Regions from separate parts of the Anser cygnoides genome. Here region 2 is linked to region 1. The links are chromatin contacts, called in public Hi-C maps. All regions are on one chromosome and are shown on one strand. The core of a region is the stretch at or near the end of the contact, and the rest is flanking DNA. Distances in the headings are between cores, read along the strand shown. Region 1 holds the start of SETD7 (SET domain containing 7, histone lysine methyltransferase). Region 2 overlaps LOC106046692 (a long non-coding RNA gene).

What was found. Hi-C and Micro-C count contacts between places; a contact is called where the count stands out from the background.
Region 2: a contact with region 1 is called in a Hi-C map of liver, with 2.0 times the contacts expected there. The contact joins the enhancer-like site here to the promoter of SETD7 in region 1. A contact is called at or near these places in 2 of 7 Hi-C or Micro-C datasets (both in liver).

What each region holds. Positions count from the first base shown.
Region 1 is chr4:40,966,414-40,970,895 of Taihu_goose_T2T_genome, forward strand. It overlaps SETD7 (SET domain containing 7, histone lysine methyltransferase), which reads right to left and starts at 1,351. Exons shown (of 9, transcript XM_013189178.3): 1 at 1,166-1,351.
Region 2 is chr4:41,231,530-41,235,789 of Taihu_goose_T2T_genome, forward strand. The region is part of intron 3 of LOC106046692 (a long non-coding RNA gene); the gene reads right to left. Among named protein-coding and RNA genes, the nearest start is that of MAML3, 26 kb to the left of the region's middle. Within about 2 kb of position 1,597, at least 1 of the 3 cell types and tissues checked has open chromatin away from gene starts, as enhancers often do. A contact at or near this core is called in liver, where this site is marked.

The sequences.
Region 1 (4,482 bases), core at 101-2,600:
TGCTTGTTGTGCTGAGCGCTACGTGACAGTCACCTGCTGAACAAAAGCACCTATCTCTCTTGCCAGGCAGCTACATGCATCCAAAACAGGTAATTTCTTAAAGTAGAGGAGAGGCTTCTACTCAGGAAATTAAACCAGCTCCTCCAGCTCAGCTAGCGGCGGGCCCACACCAGTAGTTCTGGCATATCCCAGCAGAGGGCAATGGCAGATATACATATGCATGTGTCACAGCAGAGCGCTACTCCAATATAAAACAAACTTCTCCCCTGCCTGTCAGATCTTTTCACGAGCTAGAAAGTCACTCAGTGCTAGCAAATGGAATAAAACCTATCTAGAGTTGAATCAAAGCTCAGCAGACGATCCAGCAGCACGTAACTAGCCAGCAGCACGAACAAAGCCTTCCAGATCTGTCCTGAGCAACAAATATTTATCAAGAAAGGAGAAGCCAAGGGAGTACCTCAGCAGGATTTTCTGTGTAAGATCAGAGGAAAAAAAAAAAAGGAAGTCTGTCTTTCTTGTTGCAGTGTTTTAGAGAAAAACAGAAGACAAGTGAAGCTATAGTTCCTCTTCAGCACATCCACAAATGCAAACCAGAAAGACTAAACTGGACTTAGTGTGGAAGAGGAAAGTGCAGACAGATAAAGTAGAGAACTCAGACATCAGGAAAAGCCCTGGCTGCTTTATCTCTGTTCATGGAAATGTTTTCATTTGGAAATCTTAATGTTAGCATCAATGTCCTTTTAAAATGGACAGAAAGTGATTCAGAGCAGAATTTGTTAAATATATGAGCACATAAAAGCATTGTCCAGAATTTGAAGCAGTTAAGCCTGACTGTCTTACATCAGATTTTTATACTTTTGAGTAGAAAGCCCTGGGTGTTTCAATTTGGGGCTGAAAAATAGAAACGCCCAGAACTAGCAAGTACTTCAAAAAAAAAAAAAAAGAAAAGAAAAAAGCTAAGACTGCATGCCATGTACACCAAAATGCAGTGACCATTCATTAATTATGCAGGCATGCCACAAAAGTATGTAAGAATATCTGTCTTAAACAAGGAAGGATGTGAAGAAATATTCCCAAATCCTTTCACGGCAATAACCATAAATAATAAGCAAGGACCGACGGGAGCAACCGCGGCTGTAATATTGCTCTCAGGCGTTGAGCTTACCTCAGCAGGCGCTGGAGGGGAGATGGCTGTCAGAGGAGGAAGGTGTTGCTAAGCAACGCGACACGGGATGGCGGCCCACTCCCCTGTCAGGCCCCAGGCGATGATGGCCGGGCTCTGGGCGTCGAAGCACAACTGCTCTGAGGGCCAAAAGAAAGCTGCGAGGGTCCACAGATGTCAAGGGGGAGAAGGGGAAGTGGTGGTGGGCATGGGGTGTGAGCAAGCGGGAGAGGGAAGATGAGGGCAGGGCCTCTAGTCGGTGAGGAGAGGCCGCAAGGATCACGGGAAGAAATGGCGAGGGTGACGGGGAGAAAGGCAGAAAGGAGCTGAAGGCGTGCACACAAATGAAGCAGGAACTGAGCAGAGAGCCATGGGACGCGTCAGGAATATCACCGGTCCTAGAGAATTTGAATCAAAGCCTGCCTTAGATGTGAGAGGGCTGGACCTGACTTGAGTCTGCACAGGTCAGAGAGAGAACTGAAGGAAGGAAGATAAGAAAGAAGATATTCTCTAGGGAATGTCCTTTTCAAGACCTGCCCATGCAAATATGGCACCAACAACATCAGCTTCCTATGCTGTCTTTCTCAACGGAGCTGTGTCACGGTCCCCAGGTGCTCTCCAACCTGCCACCTGGGGTACAGCAAGCGTGAGGATGGTGCAGGGCCTGGGATTTACAGCTCAAGGGTGGCAGTTGGGTACCTGGCTCCAGGTCTTGTCCCTGCCATTAGCCTCCTCTGTTAGCGTGGCCAAATCGCACAAGACTTCCAAATAAGTCTCAGGGAACAGGGCATCCCACCTGACAGAAGTTTAGGAGCAGCTGAATGCTTAACTAGAGCAGGCACTTTGGAAAAGTGTCAGTTTTTCAGTTATGCCAACGACTGGCTCTGCTACATTCCCCTGGTAGCTGGGGTGAAGCAAGCATCACGCTGCCACTGGGTGCCAACGTTACCAACAGAGCCTCTTAAAGGATGAAGATGCAGGCAATAACAGCGGCACACCATCGTGAACACCTGTAACACAAGCTGCATGGAAGAGCTGGCCAGGAGGGAGGGTCTGATTCACCACCTACCCGAGCAAACGCTAAGATCTGCCTTATCTCCTAGAGGCATCGGAAAAGGCTAAACATAAGCATATATAACAAGAGCACAATTTATGTCCCGCCTCCTAAGCACAGCTGATTTCTGCAAAGATGAAATTAAACTTCCTTATGCGAGTATGGATGAAAAAAATCCTTAGAGCTGAAGTCATCTACTAATTAAAAAAGATCTTTCTCCAGGGTTAGCAAGTTAAAAAATAGCAAGTGCTATGTTGTCTCAAATCTACTAGGAGTTGCGAGGGAGACAAAAGATGTACAACCAACATGTCCTCAAATCTCTTGCTGAATCTCCTTTAATCCCCTGCATTCCACATATCAGAGCAATCACGCTGGCATGGGGATCCGCTTCCAATTGGTCAATAGCAACAGGAAAGACTTTAAACCTCCTTTTGATCCAGACATAAGTCATACAGGATCTGCATCTCACAGACCAGCCCTCAATTCTCCCAAGACTACCTGCTGGAAACCAGAGATACCATGCACAGAGCCAGCGGGGCTGTGTGCTACAGGAAGTATTCTCACGTCTGGAAACACCACTGACTCTCAGCTCCCATAACTTATTAATGAGTTATTATTATTCATTGTTGAAATGCTGCCAATTTGTATTATACAGGCAGTCAGGCAAGATGATCATATTGGGCCACAGCAGCTTTAGCCTGTGAGCAAATCACTGAGCATATGCCGCCCTGATTTCCACAGGGTGAAGCATCTAGGAGAGTTCCTTCTAATCTTCAGGCATAATCGTATGCGCTGACAAAAGAAATGTGACTTTGTATAACTCTCCCCTCAAACATTATGTGAACGCAAGGTCCATAACACCCCGTCTCCAGGCTGGTAGCTTTTGTGGCACACATTAAGTCTCTCACAAGGCAAGTCAAAGAGAAGAATGGGAAATAGCTTTGTATAGTGCATTTCCTCCTCTTCTGCTGAATGGGAGAGGCAGGCTGTACCTCTTCTCTGGAGATTTACAGGTTGTTCCAGAAACATTTAATTTAGGAGGATGTCTGAAACATGGGAGGTGAGGAATATTTAGCCCCCACCTAGCTGTATGCCCCAGGTATTCACTGATCACCACGTACATGCAGCCTTTACACCGCAGTGCAGATGTGCTCATTCTCCGTTTTCCTGAAAGGGTTCTGACAGTCTCTCTCAAGCCACTGCAATTGAACTCCCCTGAGCTGAGACCAGGTAAAGACATTTTAAGGAGAAAAAAAATTGTGTGTATGTGGGATTGTGAAAAAGCACCGCTTTAACAAAAAGCAACCCCACATTGTAATTAGATGAAGGTACTTCTCATGATGATCCAGACTGTTTTTTGCTGCTACTTTGAAAGCCTGGTATGATTACAATTGGATATATTGCAAGATTGGCACAGTTTGTGTTTCATAAATACATGTAAAATACATACTCTGCTCTATCCCAATCCAGAATTGCATCCCAGATATGTTCTTGCAACATCCAAAGTAAAAAAAAAAAAAAAAAAAAAAAAAAAAAGTAATGATACCCAAAGGCTTCAAAGAAATGTGAGAGGCCTGTGGGCATGCAAGAATTTATGTGCATATAGCAACATACATTAACAGTGATGGGTGTTAAAGCACATCCGTCTTTTGTACACCCAGACAAGAACACCACGAACCAACTCTTCCCTGACTTGTATACAATATTGATGCAGGTAACATAAGGCTGCAAAAGGTGGGGAAGACTCCAAACCTTTGGCTACTACTTTATTTAATCCTTTTAAATCTGCTCTGCCACCACCACCAAAAATAGTCTGAGCTCATTGCACTGACATTCAGAGGATGGGACGGAAACAGGATCTGTCTTATTGTTTGGTAAAATGTCTGCAAAGCAGAGGACTCTGAATAATCAGACCTTAAAACAGACTGTTCATCCCTTCTCTGAGGGCCAGCGTGAAGTATGAGCATGACAGTGCCAGACAAGGGTGACAAACTAGTATTTAGGAGGTAGCAGGAGGGATATTTGAAGGAATAGAAGTATTTTCTTCCTCTTTCACCTGTTTCATAGTTCTGATAATTTTAAAGGCTGGGTATGGCCCAATGCCACACAGGCCCACATTCTTTGTTATATATCGTTTTAAGATAGAGTAAATTAATAAACCGCAGAGCTCACTACTGTTACTGCTGTAGCTAAACTGCTTTTGACACATGAGCTAGCCTCATACATTGTAATAGTGTTGATTTACCCTATAAATGTTTCCAATGAA
Region 2 (4,260 bases), core at 347-2,846, 270 kb after region 1:
GATACTGTTTAATTGAGGTAGATTTTGTAGATACTGTTACAATATTGCTCAGCATGAATAAGAGGGATGGAATGAGGTTCTGTGAACTTTCAAAGACGGGCTTACACCTTTCTTACTTTTTTTTTTCTAGCTGACACTGAGAGAATAAAGAAAAAAAAAGTGGTATATTTTACATACAGACATCTGAAAAATCTTATTCTTTTCATTTAAAATAACCACTACCTGGTCTTGGTCTCAGGTTTGGAAAGAAAGCTGCAGTTATCTGCCCTTCTGAAATCCACAAAGACATACTGTTCTTCGAAAGCTCTTGTTCCATCGCAGCTGATCACAGCTGAGTTCCAAGGATTGGGCCAGCAGTCCCTCTAAACTTCATGGAATAGGTGAATTACATAAATGGTACTAGAAATGAGTAAGGGTTGTAGGACCGGAGGACAAAGTGTTCAGAAAAACATGCACAGGGTGCATCTGTGTTACTGTTTCACATCATGAATGTGCTTTTTAAAGAGATTTCTCCTGATCATTCTGTCATGGCTGGTTCATGTCACAGAGCAGTCTGACACTGGATTATTTCTGAATGAAGCTAAACTGGAAGGTGTGTTCCAGTCACAACCAAGTATTCAGTCCACTGCTCCTGATCAGCGCCAGTACAACGTAAAGCATCTTGAAACGCATGCAGCATTGTCCTCAGCACCAACTAGATTCCCTGTACAGCCCGTGGCCCAGGGAGGCTATGCCAAGGCAGCTCCAGCAGTGGAACAAACCTCGCTGGGAGCAGGCCAAAGGCTGCCTGTGAAGGGTTCAGCACCTCAGCCAAGAGGCCGCTGCAGACGGAGCGCCCTCCTGGATGGAGGCAGCCTGTGCCATGCCACTACAGCGAGCACCCGTGCTGCTGCCCCGAGCCCAAGTGTCGTTTAAACACGTGTCGCTCCTGAGTTGGCATGATACCTCAACACACTTTAAACCCTAAAAATACAAGGAGAAATAGGATGTCAGAGAACACACACACGCCAAGCACTGCATCTAACCTGAGGAGTAGAGCACAAGGGATCCACGTACGTGTTGTGCTCCCCATGGCACCCCAGCACCAGACACTGGCTGTGCCAGCTCCTGCAGGGAAACAGCTGCTTGGTTGCTTAATCTAGCAATCAGTGCCACCAGCCTGCACCTGTAGCTTTTCTTTTTTTTCTTTTTAAAGGGAAAGTTGTCTGTAAAGATATCTGAATTTCCTACCCCCGCTTTCTAAACTTTGAAGTTTACAGGTAGATCAGCGAAGTGCAGCGCTCTCGCAGCTCCAGCTCTCACCCACCCGCTAAAAGCTCTGTGTGGAAATTCTCTTATCTTTCTGCAGCCTTTGTGGTGTGCTGCTCCTGCCTTACAGGCGGAATCCTCGCAGCAGGAAGCGGCACGCTGGCAATGTCAGGAAAATTCTCTCAAAGGCTGCATTTCTTCGCATTTCTTGCAGCCCCTAGCCTGGGAGCTCACACACCAAATAACCACCGCTTACTTTTCCACAGCCTCGGCCTGTGAGGGGGGCACAGCGCTGAACGCAGCTCTTGGAGCCGCCTCGCCTCGCCTCACCGCCAGGCCCCGGCCCCGGCCCCGGCCCCGGCCCCGGCCCCGGCCCCGGCCCCGGCCCCGGCCCCGGCCCCGGCCCCGGCCCCGGCCCCGGCCCCGGCCCCGGCCCCGGCCCCGGCCCCGGCCCCGGCCGCCACCTGGGGGCCGAGCGGCGGCACTGCGCCACCGAGCCGGCCCCAAGTCGTCTCCGACCTGGGCAAGGCTTTACAGAGAGCATGTTTTGAGAGAAACAGACACAAGTTCTCCTTTTCGTAGGGCCTCACAAGGCAAGAGAGGACAGGACTGCTCTTTGCACAAGTGTCAGCAGCAGAGAGGGAAAAGGTTCTGTCCTGAGACCAAGTAAATATGGTTAAAGCAGAAACTGAAGCAAATATTTTAACCACCTGATTGCTGTCCTGGAGCAATCTCCCAATCAAGACAGAGTAGACAAGACGATGACTTACACTTGAGAAGGAAGAATATATAAAATGAATTATTTTATGACAGTGTCTCCAGTAGTAATGGCCCATCTCTCTGTTTCGCATTCTCCTCATCTCTACACATCCAATCTAGAACAGACGAGAGAGTCTAGCTGTAAACCACCAAACCAAGGGTCTTTTGAGTGCTCTCCACTGATGGACGAGAAGCACAAAGCAGTAACAAGATGGGAAGAGCCCCTGCTCAGGTGTGTGACAAACACCAGGCTGCCACACAGGGTGGGTAACCCTTCTGCAGGAAAAGGGGCTTCCACCACAGGACGAGCAACACGAATAAGCAATGTCATTCTGCGGGGAAAGCACAACCAGCATGGTTGGTTTGAGACAGCTGGAGAGAGCAGCGGAGAACAATGAGCATGATCAAAGGGCTCGAAAACATGACTTACAGTGAAAGATCGGAAGAACTGCAATTGGTTAATCTCAAGGTGCGAAGACTCATGAGTATGGTCACAGTTTTCAAAAGAAAGGAGTAATTTGTTCTCCATGCCCATCATGAACAAAAAGTAATAGATTTAAATTGCAGCAAACTTTTTAAATGATAAACACAGAGAGATGTCGGAAGACTGCCAGGAGAGGTTGTGGTATATTTGTCACAAGAGAAGAGGTTAAACAAATATTTCAAGACTGACATAAACACAGTGGAACTCTTAATGGGGATGAACTTTTATGACTGCCAGAGATCCTTTCCATTTTTTTCCTACTATTTTATGACAGAAAAAAAATGCTGTTTTGCTTAAAACACAGTTAGGAATCAGAAGGGGGTAGGGAGGTACTATTTCCAGTTTTCTTACTGGCTTACTGCATGAATTAAGAAACCACAAGTATTTTTGCATCTCAGCTCCCCATCAATAAAACGGAGGTAGCAATACACAATTTATGAGGGTACTGTGAATCTGTAATGCATTATTGTAACCTTGTGGATGCTGGGAAAGGAGGTGGTATGCAAATGTAAAATATTTCCAGACCTTCACTTTCTTTTTCATACTTGCACTGCTTTGACTAGTGTGATTTGTTTTTCCTTTCTTCTCAAAGTTTATAAGCCAAACACACTGTGATCTCTGCTTGGAAGAGAAGTACAGCTCTTTCCAATGAGGAACACAACAGAGTTGTAGTTTAATAGAACACTGAGGTTGAAAAATGTCCCTGGGTTTAAAACAAATAAATAAATAAAAGTCTAACCATTACATTTTGTCCTACTGTTTCTTTTATTGTGTGAAATTTACCAGAAGAAACTTCTACTTCAGAAACAATGATCCTGCTGGCTCACTTACACACATTGTAAGATCTCCTGAAAAAAAAAAATCTAGCTCCTCAAAACAATTATTGAACACATACAGCCAACAGGAGCAGTGAATATTTTTAAGACCTGTCCAGCTAAAGCATAGCTGAAGTACCTCATTATCTACTTTCCTTCTGAAATGCAACAATGGCTTATATTCACTAGGACTTTAAAACATTATTTTTTGTTAAAATGGTTTATATTTAAAGCAAAAAAAATCTGGTAAACATGGTATACTGTATAATCCAGACAGATACCTGCAGTTCAAGTCCACTAAAAACACGGATCCCAAATTAATATAAATTTTAAAAGCCTTATTCAAACACTTCTTCTTAATCATCTTAATACAAACACTTCCTTGCTGCAGATTTCTGCAGCAACATGCAAAACAAATCCTGCCCCTTCTTGCCATAGCAGGGTCCTGCTCTCCCATCCGCCTGGCATCTCCAGCAACTAGTGCCGTCTCTCATAGCCCAACTTCCCTCTCATAAGAGGATGGTGAGTGTGTTGGAGAGAAACCCTACACAGGGAAAACAAAGAGGGCCAGTGCTGGAGGCACAAGCGTGGCTGTGGTACACATCAGTGCCTATGAAAAGATCATGGAAAACCCTCCCTGGCCCTCAGCAGGAACTTAATCCTCATGCCTACTGTTTGCACTATAAAATAGCACTTTCAGGTACAGTTTGACATATATTTTTCCTGAGCACACGTATACATGTATCACTTAACTAAAGTGACTGGCATTATTTACATGTACATTGTTCCTCATGTGTGCATCTGCATTTGAATGTTTAAGAACACAATCCTGGAAAAGTAATTTGAAAAATAATTTCCTTTTAGCATACCAGCTGCTGAGACAATTAAGTCACTAATACTTTGCAAGTTCTCGAGCTCTCAGGAGACCTCTTGCATTTGGTAGCATTTGTAGAA